Regions from separate parts of the Sus scrofa genome. Here region 1 is linked to region 2. The links are chromatin contacts, called in public HiChIP or PLAC-seq maps. All regions are on one chromosome and are shown on one strand. The core of a region is the stretch at or near the end of the contact, and the rest is flanking DNA. Distances in the headings are between cores, read along the strand shown.

Evidence for each region. HiChIP or PLAC-seq counts read pairs in DNA pulled down with a chosen protein or histone mark.
Region 1: an H3K27ac HiChIP or PLAC-seq map of alveolar macrophages shows a contact between it and region 2. The contact joins the promoter of GNG11 here to the promoter of VPS50 in region 2. A contact is called at or near these places in 2 of 2 datasets of contacts at active chromatin or transcription factors (alveolar macrophages and skeletal muscle).

Annotation. Positions count from the first base shown.
Region 1 is chr9:73,716,603-73,723,825 of Sscrofa11.1, forward strand. GNG11 (guanine nucleotide-binding protein G(I)/G(S)/G(O) subunit gamma-11) reads left to right here and starts at 4,725. Exons shown (of 2, transcript XM_005667613.3): 1 at 4,725-5,366. The coding sequence starts at 5,271. The region is part of intron 3 of LOC106504955 (a long non-coding RNA gene); the gene reads right to left. GNGT1 (guanine nucleotide-binding protein G(T) subunit gamma-T1) reads left to right here. Exons shown (of 5, transcript XM_005667611.3): 5 at 1-1,144.
Region 2 is chr9:73,072,717-73,079,310 of Sscrofa11.1, forward strand. It overlaps VPS50 (syndetin), which reads left to right and starts at 2,162. Exons shown (of 28, transcript XM_021102384.1): 1 at 2,162-2,322. The coding sequence starts at 2,230. HEPACAM2 (HEPACAM family member 2) reads right to left here and starts at 2,156. Exons shown (of 10, transcript XM_021102395.1): 1 at 2,101-2,156.

The sequences.
Region 1 (7,223 bases), core at 3,475-5,974, 650 kb after region 2:
TAGGAGCCTCACCTCTTTTTTCCTCAGGAGGAGCTCTTTTCAACCTGCCCTAGGTAAAGTTAAAAAACCCTTTGCGCCCCCGCCCCCGCCCCCAGCACTTCCTTTCTTTCTCCCTTTCCCACTCTAATTTTCCTCCCCAGCAACCATCACCTTCTAGCATACTATATATTTTATCTGTTCATTAGTTTGCTTAATTGTGGGCTGTCTCTATGAGTTTTACATGTGCAATTTAATGTGTATCAATTGTTCCATATATCTTTTCCCCCCGATTAAAAAAATACAAAGTCTTGGCTATGGCATTTAGTAACGTATAGTCTTAACCAACATCTCTAGCTTTCATTTACCAACTGGAAATAGATTTTGGAGCCAGATAACACTAAGCTAAAACCATGACTCATCCACTTTCTAATTGAGACCTTTAGACAAGTAAATTCAACACAAATCTAATTTTTTTCGTGTGTAAAATGGATTAAGATGCAGTCTATGTGAATATTTTAAATCACTTAGATAGGAAATATATAGGAAAAAAAACTAATAAATGCCCTCTATAATTATAAACCCTTTAGACTTCCTGTTGCCAACAGACTTAACCATTAAATAATCACTGCCATGGTACCTCATTTTCCCACCTTTTGGATTTAGTCATACTGATCTCTCCATCTGAAATGTCCCTCCACTCCATCTGATTTCAGCTTTTTGAAGTCCTACTCCTTTGCCAAAGATCACCAAAAACTATTTCTGTCTTTAATTCCATCCTCGGTGTATTTTACGTTTCTCTTAAGTCATTTAATATTGCTTTCTTTATTAAAATGTATATGGTTGTCTTAATATCAATGCTATATTGTAAATTTTCCAAGTCAGCATCACTGTTCATCTTTGAAACTGCCTTACCAACTAATAAATTGTCTCCACAATTAACTTAATTAGTGCTTAACTCAAGAGCAGGCAAGGACAGTATTATTGAGTAATTCAGAATTCTTATTGGCTTAACTAATGATTAAATCAACAGGGGGTAAAGTTCCTATTGCTTAAAAATACAAATTGTTAGCAGAAATTTGAATAAGATAAAAATTATAAGAAAGGAAGTATTTGATCCATCAATCCCACTCCTGGGCATCTATCCAGAGAAAACTATGACTTGGAAAGATACATCTACTCCAGTGTTCATTGCAGCACTATTCACAATAGCCAAGACATGGAAACAACCTAAATGTCCACAGACAGAGGAGTGGATCAAGAAGATGCGGTATATATACACAATGGAATATTACCCAGCCATTGAAAGGAAACAAATAATGGCATTTGCAGCAACATGGATGGATCTAGAAATTACCAGGCTAAGTGAGGACAGTCAATGAGATACCGACCATCAAATGCTATCACTTACATGTGGAATCTAAAATAAGGACACAATGAACTTCTTTGCAGAACAGACACTGACTCACAGACTTTGAAAAACGTATGGTTTCCAAATGAGACATGTTGGGAGTTGGGGGGATGCACTGGGGGTTTGGAATGTAAACGCTATAAATTTGGCTGTCATGATTATTGTACAACTATAAATGTAATAAAATTCATCACATAATTTTAAAAAAAGAATTAAATGAGAAGGGGAAAAAAAAAAAAAAAAGAGAGACCTCATAAAGCTCCCTAGACCCTTCTACCCTATGAGGACACAGCAGTAAGGTGCTGGCTCTGAATTAGGAAGGGATCCTCTCCTGACCATACTGGCACCTTGATCTTGATTTGTGGGAAATAAAATTCTATTGTTTATAAGCCAAAAAAAAAAAATCTTATTGGCTTAACTAGTGATTAAATCAACAGTAGGATAAAGTTCTTGTTGCTTAAAAGTACAAATTGTTAGGACAAATGTGAACAAGATAAAAATTATAAGAAAGGAAGTATAGAGAAGATGGCTTAGGAAGAAGAAAATAAAATTATGACTATCCTTCAGCCTATACAGCTACAGCTGGCAATATGTGACTGTGTTTTTTGTTTGTTTGTTGTTTTTTTCCCTAGATGTTTTTATTTGAAGGCCATGGATTCCTAGACTAAAAGGAATGAAGACTACAGGGAAGAGAGAAAAAAAAAAAAAATCCTCCATAGTCTTAGCATTTGGCTCTTCAACAAAACTTCCCAATATCATTGGTAGAAATGAGTTATGTGTACATTCTTACTATATCATTTGAAATAGTTGAACTTTGAGGCTGTTTTATTCATATATGTGAGTTTAAGTTTTAGCAAGGAAAAAAATATTGTTGTTTTAATTTGAATTGATCTGATTTTAGCCAGATTTCAAAATAAGGCTAATATCAAACTTTCTGAACTCTTAAAAGAATGCATTACCATGAAGAAAACAATAAACTGAGTAATGAAATTGACCAATTATATGCAATAGAAATTAAAGTCTGGTATGGACAGAATTGGTAAATCATTTTGATATCATGAATTGTAAGTAATTGTTAATGTAATCAGAGCATCAGCCACTGGTCATCCTGTGATTGCCTATTATTTTTACCTGGAAAAATAATTTGTGTTATAATAAATTGAACCAATATCAAATGAACCAAGAGTGCATCAAATGTGGGTTAAATAATTTCCTTAAAGGAGCTATCATTTTAATGGCCTAAACAATCACCCTTTACTTTATAAGTTTTAGAAGAGCAGAATTTGGGAAGTAACCTTATTTCATTACCTACAGAACAGAGGCAGAGAGGATCTATGTCTTGCAAAAATCACAAGGTAAAGTAAAACCAAAACCCAGTCTTTTTGAAGTTCAAATGAGTATTAAATCAACTCCCATAAAACTTCCCTCAATATTTTCTTTATATGGATTTTTAACAACATACTTAATACATCAGAAAACTAGTCACAGAATTGTTTTTCCTTTTTTTGCATTCCAAGGTAAACATGTCATAGTCTTTGCTTTTTCATACTTTAAAAGTGAAAGTAACCACATGGTTAACTTTTTTTTTATTAAGCAGATTCTTTAAAACCTTTATCAAGAGATAGTGGACTAATAAAGGTTTATTTTGGATTACATCTATCATTTTGACCACAGAGTGGTTTCTATACTATTTTGTAATAACTTCTACTAGAGGTAATATGGACGAGATAAGTAAAAATTTGACAACACAATTGGATATAACTAATAGTGGATTTTAACATTTGTCTATCCAAAATGTTTTGCTGATAAAATTCAAGAATACATGAGAAATTGCTTACTACATTGCTCTCTGGGAGGTGAATTCCATGCTTGATCATAACATCGTAGAAGTTAAATAACCATTATGGATTTATAAATATCACTGCATAGAACTAGATTTCCCAAGGAAGAAATTTCCAGGCCCAAATAATCCTATTTCTATGACTTGATACAGACATACATTAATTTACCTAACCAGCTTATTTCATTTGGGTGCTGAGCTTATTTAATTCAGGCCACATTAACTACTTTCACTAAACTTTAAGCTGTTTTTAACCAACTTTTTAAATTTAGGCAAACGGAATCAAAAACATGAATCAGTTCTGGAGACAGATGTGCTTTTTGTCTTGGCTCACTGCTCACTAGCAGGGGAAAACTTAGCACAGCTGACATAATTTCTTTGAGCCCAGGAGATCCTGGAACGTGTGGTATTTCAAATACAGAAAATGAAGCTCCTAAATATTTTTTGTGAAAGTAACTTAACAGATGTAGATACATAAATACAGTTAGAAGTGAAATGTATCTTAGCTAATTCACTCCTCCCCTACCCTATCACATATTTCACAAGTTAGAAAACCAACATCCAGAAAGAAATGTGACATTTCCAGTGATGGCCAATGGCAGAGCAGGCACTGGAACCCTTGAGTCATCAAGGAGCTCATTGTTCTTTACATTCTAATATATTCATTGAGGACCACTGGGAGGATCATGGACAGGAATTATGAACAAATGCAAACTTCTGCTCACAAAGCAGAGAGTGGCCATGGCATCTAAGGCCAAGTACCCTGAAATATTCTGTTACTGCCTCCACTCAACCTGAATTTGACTCTGTGGGCAGGGGGTGCACTCTGGGGAGAAAGAAATATGTATCTGACTGCTTGAAATACTTTCTCTGTGGTTTTTTTCTTCTTTTAATCTTTTGAGCATCATTAACAAGGTTTTAGAGAGTCAAAGGGAAACTGCGGGTAAACATCAGACCCTTTTTCCTGGCTTAGCAGCCAGATGCATACTGCTTTCCAAAAAGTGGAGAGAAACCAATATTAAGTGGATCCACTGCAAACATCCAGGAAGGTGCTTGAGCCAAGAATTCAAAACTCTTGGTGTCAAATGTCACCCAAACTTTGGCAGATGGGGAGTGGAGAAATACTTTCTGCTGAGAACTTTTAATAGTCCTGCCTCTGTCTTCTCTAGGATCATCCTTTTCTACCTCAAACTTTACAAAGAAGAAATAACAACTCTGTTGTTGAGGATGCCGTTTATTAAGTTCAGAAAATGGCCTGCGAGTTATAAAAAATGTTCCCATCCTTATGCCCTTTTCATCCCCAAATTTGTAAATCTGCTTCAAGCATTTAACAGACTAGCTGTGTGCACATCAACAGAAGCAGTGGGTGTTTCTGGAATAACAGCTCAGTTTCATTTTCCTCTTGGGCCTTTTCTGAAACGTCCACATTTCCCACAAAAAAACATGTATGAACTGGGGGAAAGTTACACGCTGTGTATTTTTGAAACTCTTGGAGAGGTGAAGGGCCGTTATTTCCTGCAGGGTAGTGTCCTCCTTTTGCTTACTTCACAAACAAAACCCGGATGTGACTTGGGAACGAAAAAAAAAAAAAAAAAAAAGGAACAAAAAGTAAAACTTTTGTTGTTTCTCCAGGAAAGTGGAAGTGGGCTAGCTCAGCTCCAACCTTGGGCTCCAGCCCAGGCCGGTCCTCCGCGGGCGTGGCAGGGTCGGGAGCCGGGGAGCGGCATCCCCGCGGGAGAGCGCACGGCCTCACTATTTCAGCCGCCCCGCAAACTGAACCCTCCCTGGACTCACTGGGGCAGGCCTCCCGGGGTAGTGGGGACCTGAGAAAGAGCCCAGAGCTTTTAAGACCGTGGGACGCTAGGCAGGGCTGGCGTTAGAGGACGTCGTCGGGGCGCTGGGGACCACGGCCCGGGGAGGCAGTCACCTCCTGCGCAGGCGGGGTGCGCCAGCAGCGCAGTTATTTCAGGAGGCGCCAGAGTTTGCCACCCGTCCAGGCGCTCCACTTCCAGAGCTGCCCCTGTGGCTGGTTCTGGGGTGAAAATGCCAGCCCTTCACATCGAAGATCTGCCAGAAAAGGAAAAGCTGAAGATGGAAGTTGAGCAACTTCGCAAAGAAGTCAAGTTGCAGAGACAACAGGTAAGTTGGGTGTCCCAGAAGATTTCCTTCTCTGAAATGAACCAAGGTCAGCTTTTCCTAGGTTTGTTTCAGTAAAACAAATAGGTTTTTTGGCTCTTGGGTTTGGGGGTTTTGTTTTTGTTCTCTCCCCCCCCCCCACCCCCGCAAAGCTTCTCTTGAAGAGGGGCTTTGGTGGTGCTTGGAAATTGCCACTTGATGTGGGAAAACAGAGCCAGGCAGGATCCCGTTAAAGCCAAATGTTGGAAAACGGCAGGGACAGATGAGAAATTCTGCCTGCTGATAGACAGTTGGTTTTAAAAACTTAAGCTGTGGGGAAAAGGCAGGTGGCTCCTTATTTCCTTGATCTTTTTCATAATGGGAAAGAATGGTATTTAAAAGACTTTTCTTTGAAAAAAAAATCACAATGTAAGTCTTGGTTTACCTAGTTTTGAGTTTCGTCAGGGTTCTCCAGAAAGTGTGTGACAAACAGTCCACAGGGGTTTGGGAGCAAAACATTACAATTTCTATCTTTCTTTATAACTCTCATCCCTTTATAATTTCTAGTTTATGTTTTGTAAGTATGCACAGTGGACTAATACCTATGCAGTAATATCTGTTTATGAATAATTATACATACACTGTGTACAGAAATTCTTTTTAGTTATCATGATTAACAATTTTAGGCACCCCTGATGTGGATTACAAAGTCTATGAGAAAATAGGTCCCAGTGTTCAGAAGTTTCCACTGAAATTTGTTGGAGACTATAATTTTTACTTCAAATTTTTACTGATAATAGGGGCCTGTATTTCTTCCCTTTTTTTCCCTCAGCCAGGCAACCTGTAGTCCAGAAATAGATTTGGGGGTAGATATTTTTTAAGGGAAATGATCTGGTCATTTCTCCACAGCAAGAAGAATTTAACCTGGTTTTATTTCTCTATAGTCTAACACTAGAAAACGTGAAGGAAAACAATGGAAAGGGAGTAGGTATGGTTACTATGCTTACTTACTTTCCTGCTCTAGTTTTGGTAAATCTGTTCAGGACAAGAGCCTTGTTACACAGAAGCACATTTTGAGTGATGTTTGGAAGATGTGGGCTTCGGGGACTTTACTCTTTATACATTTCTTTTCCCAATTTCAATCTTCCAAATCCCTAGTCTCCCCAGATTTTGAAGTGCCAAGCCTTTTCTGTACATGTTGAAAGCTTTTGTAGCTTTAAAAATACTGCTCATGTTTAAAGGGAAAACAATTACAGGACTCGATGAATAGGCCTGTTTCTTGAAATGAAGGGACCCCTTTTGTAGATGGCAAAGCCCACAATTTGGCATCTCTTGGCCACTTAGATTTTTTTTTTCACATGGTGAACCTTATAGGTTACATATTAAAGAGAGTTGGACTTGCACATACTGAAGTAAAGCATTGTCTGTGCAAAGTTGAAATATCTTAATATTTGGTATCACGATGCAGAACTTAGAGAGGAAAAAAGACAAGTGTCTTCCAGTTATCTAAAGTTTCAAATTAGAAATTGGTCAAGGGCCTGGATGCAGCTGACCGTGTAGAAATTAAAGGTATTATTCATTAGCAATGCCTCCTGCAAGCTTCCCACCTCCAGTCCCTCAGACATACCCTGCAGGAGTGGCCTTCCAGCCCCAGAAACTCCAAGTTTATGCCACAGGAAGAGAAAATTCAGGGATAACCTTAGAAGATGGCACGGGGTGGGGGTGGGGGAATCTAAGTCCTAATATTAAGATTTCAACATTTTATTACGCACTTTGCATTATATAGCATTAGTGCTAGAAAAACATCATGGCTCCTAGAGATCATTCGACCCTTTCGCTTTTAAGGATGAAAAAAACCTGAATCCCAAGGAAGCTGACTAG
Region 2 (6,594 bases), core at 912-3,411:
GAGGCTGGGGTTAGTAGACGTAAGCTATTATACAGGATGGATAAACAAGGTCCTACTGATATTCAGCATCCTATGATAAACCATGATGGAAAAGAATACTAAAAAAAGAATGTGTATATATGTATAACTGAATCATTTTGCTGTGCAGCAGAAATTAACACATTGGAAATCAAGTATACGTCAATAAAAATGAATAAATAAAAATTTTAAAAAGAGTCACTGATGATTTTAAAGAACTCTGAAAAAATGATAACAATAATGACAGCATCCTCCTCAGTGAATCTCAACAGTCAAGCTTGAGAATTACTGGACTTGGATCACTCCTAATATACAATTTTCAACTAAACTTAAACTCCTTGAGCACTGTATTGCATTAATCTAAAGTACTTAGGATAGTGTTGACCAGTGCCCAACGATCATCAAATGTTTATGAATTTGGTTTCACTTTTTTTATGCTAAAATGTTTGGCACCTTCTGTTTCTTTGACGCTTGCAGGGACTTCTAAATGCTGAAGATTTTCACACAATAAGAACTGTCTGGCCATTAAAATTAGAGCAGGTAAATAATGAACTAAACTAAGCTTGCGCAAAAGACACTGGAATTTCTTGATAGAGTTAGAAATGGCAGTCAGAAAAGCATATAGGTGAACATATGTTTTCAAATGGAATTGCCAAGCACAACGACAGAATTATGCATAGGGTGGTTCTGTTGGAGCAATGGGGGTGGAATTAAGACTATAATACTTCATAGTTGTAAGGTGCTTTAAAATTTATAAATTGTACTTACCTACATCCTCTCACTTATTCTTACAAAACCTAAGTCAAATAATACAACCTCATTTGTAAAAATAAGATTCTGAGCGATCAAATAGAATTTCAGAGTTGTAAATAACCTCTATTTTAGTGTCCCCAAACTACAGTCACTTGCAAACCACTTTTATTATTTTTGCCATATCTGACCACCACCCATACTACTGTTTATCTAATATTTTTCATTAGTTAGGCACACTTTTAGCATTTCTTTAGTTGTCCTAAGACATATTTTTCAAACCACAGGTCTGTGTCTTATTTTTTTCCTAATAAACATTAATGAAAACAGATGCAAAATTTAAAAAATCATTAGTATCACACTTTAGGACCCACTCTTCAACACCATACATGAAACCCTTACTTAAAACATCTGGATAATCAGTCCTGTTTCTGCTTGCACATCTGCAGTAATCTTAGGCAAGTTGCTTAGTTACTCCATACTTTAGTTTCCTCATTTTGAAAATGGGTAAAATAGTACCATACCCAGAAGAAGGATGTGTGGATAAATGAGATACCATATGTAAAACTATTAGAGTTTTTGTCATGTAAGCTCTCAACAAATGTTAGCTATTACTGTTAGCTCTCAGTAGCTTTTTTTCTGGTATTCTCATAATTAGAAAGTTGGTTTTTAAATTGAACTCCAAACGACTCCCCTATTCCTTTCCTCACTTTAAATAAATTGCTGAAAGTTGAAAAGAGGATGCTCAAGTGACATTTATACTGGTTATTATTGTTATATTTTCCATCTTGCCTTTCCTTAGATGACACAGGTGGCAAACTGATAGGTGGGTGTTAAAGCCTGTGGTTTTGGTGTTCTGCAGTGGATGCCAACACTAGGACTGAGGAAGAACAGTCCTAACTCTGGACAGCGGCCTACTGGACAACGTGGACCACACTTTTCCTCAGGCCGGATCCAGCGCTACCTGGGGAGTGCTAAGTTCTCAGGTCACTTCTTGGAGCGTGCTTTCCCTAGCTTCCCCGTCCCTTCGCGTCAGCCTCTCGTCCTCCGACCCCGCCCCTCTAGACCAGGTAGGGTTTCCTCCATTTCACTCCTAGGGGGAATCGCGTCAGTTTGGTTTATAATACCGTCTTCTCAGTGTTTGTTCCTGTCGCTCAATACTTGGTCACCCAGTAGGTTTTCGCCTCGCCGAGGAAGAGCTACCTCAGGCCAAGTACCTCTTTAAAGACCGGCGACCATCGCCGTCACTCAGAGGAACAAGATTTGTTGGTTTAACCTCGGAGTCAGCTGTTTTGCGTGCCGGGAAATGTAGTACCTGGGCCTTCCTCTCACCTCCATTGCAGGTACCGGCGGGGGCCGGAAGACTGCAGTTCCCAGCATGCTCGAGGAAAGGAAGGAGACCCGGAGTTGGCAGCTCCACGTGACCACTCACTATGGCTTCCTTGTGTCGGGGCCAGCTGTATGGTGGTGCTGAGTGATTTGTTAATTCTCTGCGGCAGGGTATACCCTCGCGGTTCCGACATGCAAAAAATCAAATCTCTAATGACCCGACAGGTAAGTCGAAGGGGCTGAAGCAAAGGCCTCTTTCTCCGTTGGGAGAGGAACCGGGATGTTGTGTCCCTGGGCCGCGGCAGGCAGAGACCTAAGTTATAGGTGGTGGCAGGTGGCAGAGGCATTAGAAAGCCTGGGCACACTCTGGAAAGCTCAGACGAGCGGCCGTATTTGGAGCCCTGATCAGGCGGGTCCCGGTGACCCAGAAACATTTCTTTAGACAAGGTCAATGTGGGAGTCAGAGGCTATTTTTGCCTCTCCCCCCCCCGCCCCCGCTTCTCCCTTTTGCCAACTTTACAGTGACAGCCCTGTCTATCCTGCAGAGTTTCTTTTGTCCAGGCTGCCTGTAGGCTGTGAGCAGGTGGCCTGGGTAGGGAAGTGAGGTCTGTGTAATAGAGATGGCTGAAAAGAGTGAAAAAAGAGGATAATTTGAACATAGAATTGGTAGTTTTATGACTTTGAGCAAGTCCCTAAACCTAGTAGCTTTAATTTCCGGATGTGAAAGTGAGAATGATAATTATTTTTGTTCATCTTGTCTCACAGTTTTGTTAGGGGATTCATCAGTAAGTTAGTATATGCGAAATAATACTTTAAAAAAAATCCATGTCATGTTAAAATAATGATCTTTTATTTTTCGCCAGAATCCTAATTCATGAATAAAACCTTTGGCTCTTTTCTATCTCATTTCATAAAAGTTAGAGACTTCCTAATAATGTGTCAGCTTCTTTCATGTAAGAAGTGGCAGAAATGTACTTTTATGTGCTTTTTGATTATGGTTTGACTTTAGATACCTTTATTTCAACTCTTTTTACTACAATTGGCTATTCTTTATTATATTTATATGAGAGAAGTGTAATTTAGAGTTTTAAGTCAATGTGGTTTTGAGAACTTAGGAAAATGTGGAGGATAATCATTTAGTGAAAGGTTCATTTACGAGGTTTTTTTATTGTTGATTAAAAAAAAAGCCTGCAAGCTCCAAATTAAATTCTTATTTCCTAGTTCAGAATTGAGAGATATCCGAATAGGTTACACATTGTAGATCTCTGGTGAAGAATACAAGAATCCTATATGATTATTTTACTTCTGTCAAATTCTACTGTTAATATCATGAAAAAAAATAAAATTAAGAAGTCTGTGAATAATAAAAGATTTAAGTAAGTAGGTAGTAACATTTAGAAGCCCCTCATATTTGTTGAGTATGGGTTCGTACCTGAAGATGGGTTTGGGTCCTGCTCCATCCTGTAGTAGCTGTGTGACTTTGAGCAAGTTACCTAATTTTTTTCAGTATTTATTTTAAAGAAAATAGGAATGATAACATGTAGCTCATGGAGCTTTTATAGTGGTGATATTTATATGATATGATCAAAGTAAAGAGATTAAAAAAAGGGGTTAACACAGTTCCTGGGCCTTGTCAAGGAAGTCTGTGATCATAGAGATGATCTCAGTGGCTGCATTGATAGTGGGAAAGTGGGAAAAATTGGAAGCCAGCTGTTGCAGTAACTCAAACGATAGTTGATTTCCGGCTGAGTTTGGTATCCCTTTGATTTTTAAAATAATACACGCTTATGTATATTGTATCACCAGTACACCTAAACTACCTTTGGAATGCTGAATTTGGACCTCTGTACATCACCTAAGTTTGGTGTTTCCTCTTGCTTGTTGAGCAATTCATTGTGGTCAGTATTGCCGTCATTGTGCAGCAACTTTGGTTGGTTTGTTTTTTGACTTTATTTTGTAATAGTGAATGGGAGATAAAAAAATTATACAAAGTTCAGATCCAGTGATAATAAATTTATGTCTCCTAAATGTAGTGAAATTGTTCTGAGAATGGTATTTCTTCACCCTCAATCAAGTTGCTTATTGGATTGAGCAGGTAAAGTCTGTGCTTTGTTGGGATGGAAAAAAAAACCTAAAGAACACTTAAAAAAAAACAAAAAAAACAGGAGTTCCCGTCGTGGCGCAGTGGTTAACGAATCCGACTAGGAACCACGAGGTTGCGGGTTCGGTCCCTGCCCTTGCTCAGTGGGTTAAGGATCCGGCGTTGCCGTGAGCTGTGGTGTACGTTGCAGACGAGGCTCGGATCCGCGTTGCTGTGGCTCTGGCGTAGGCCGGTGGCTACAGCTCCAATTCGACCCCTAGCCTGGGAACCTCCATATGCCGCGGGAGCGGCCCAAGAAATAGCAACAACAAGAACAACAAAAAAAGACAAAAGACAAAAAAAAAAAAAACAAAAAACAAAAAACAACTAAATCTGCAACTATACTGTGAAAAAGGTGAGGTAAAATTAGTATTGTTACACAGCTTGTAAAAGTCATCCTAATTATATTTGTTTATGGCTTGACTTCCACATATTTAATCATAATATACATTTTATGAATCTATGGAGGTGTGAAAGTAGGGTGCTGCCTAGAATTACAATGGGGATTTTGTTTGTACTGTTTATTATTATGTTAAATGTGGTAATATTACAAGTAAATATACATGATGATTTTCTTTTTTTGTGAAGCTAAAAGTATGCTAATAATATAATGTTGTTAATGTGGAGAGATGTGAAATTAAGGTCTATGAAACTTAGGTTTCCTTTCTTTTTTTTTTTTTTGGCATTTCAATTCTCCAGGGATCTTGGCTTGAAAAGAGTGGAAGGGCAGGCTTTGTTAGCTCTCTTTATTTAGATGAGATCTATTCTGCTTTCTCCAGTATGCTGGCCTTTGTTCTTTCAGTTCTTTCAACAAATGCTTATTGAACAGTATTGAACAGTATGTGCCAGGCACTATTCTAAGTCTGGGGTTCAGCAGTGAACAAAACAGATACTGCTAAGGCAGGCATGGTGATACACGCTTTGGAGGAATAGAGTCCTGGAGTTGTTGGCAATTTGGGCTTATTTATAATTTTAGATAGGGTGGCCACAGAAGGCCTCACTGAGAAGGTGGCATTTGAGTAAAAACCTGAAGGAGGTGAGGGAGTGGGCTATGAGGATGTCTGGGAAGGAACATTCTAGGTGAAGGGAAAAGCAGTTGCAGAGACCTTGAGGCAGGAGTGTGTTTGAGGAGCAGCAAGAGGACAGTGTGGGTGGAGTGAAGTGAGTGAGGAGGGAAGAAGTAGGAGATGAGAAGATGAAGAGAGAGCCGAGAGCAGGAAGCCAGATCACATAGAACTTCATCGTCAGCTCATCTCTCCTTTCCTCCTCACTCAGCAAGACCAGAGAGACCAGTAAGGATGCTATTGCAGTAATCCAGGTGAGATAGGATGTGGGCCTTAACCAGGGTGCTAGTGGTGGAGGTGTTGAGAAGAGGCCAGATTGTGGGTATATTGTAAATGTGGAGTTGACCAGATTTTTTGGCAGATTGGTTTTGGGCTGTGAGAGAAAGAGAAGCTTCAAGGTTGACTCCATATGGCTTGGCCCCAGCAATTGAGGAATGGAATTGCCATTTAATGAAGTGGATAAGGCTGAAGGAGGAACACATTGAAGGAAGGGAGACAGTTATTGTAGACTTATTCATTTGAAAGCCTCTTGGATGTTTGAGTGGAGAAAGAAAGTAGGCAGTTGGCTAAAAGAGCCTGAACTTCTGCAGAGAATTCCGGGAGATGGATACAAATTTAAGCATCATGAGCATAAAGAAAGTGTATGAACTTGCTAAAATCACCAACTGAGTGAGTGTAGAAATAAAACAAGAGTTCATAGTTGGAGCTTTTGAGGACTCAGTGTTCCAAGGTCAGGGGAAGAGGTGGGTCTAGGAAGGCAGATGGAAAAGCAACAGCCAGTGAGGTGAGCAGTTTGCTGCACCCCCAAGAGCACCCATCCTGTAGCAGATGCTCAGTAAATATTTGCTGGATAAAGATAACCACATCAGTGAATCCTGAGAGCCGAGTTAATAATTTTAAAGAGGAGGGAGGGATCAGCTGTGTTAAGAGCTGCAAATGGACTGAGCACTGCTGTGAAGAGGTGGGGAGGGGGAACCCTGATTAGAGTGGGTTCGAAAGAAATAGTGCCAAGTATACTCATTTGCTGAAAAGAAAAGGAATCACAAATCATTTCACATGCTCCTTTTGATCATTGGGACATAAATGACTGGTCTTATGAATGGGAATTGAGGGTTCTTGTAGATATAACTGAAGTAGTCTGAAGTGTAATCTGATTTAGGTGAAGGCAAATATTATTATGATGAATTTTATATAAATTTAAACTGAGGAAATTATCAAAACAAAAGCCAAATACAGGAGTTCTCTTCGTGGCTCAGCGGTTAAAGAACCCGACTAGGATCCATGAGGATGCTA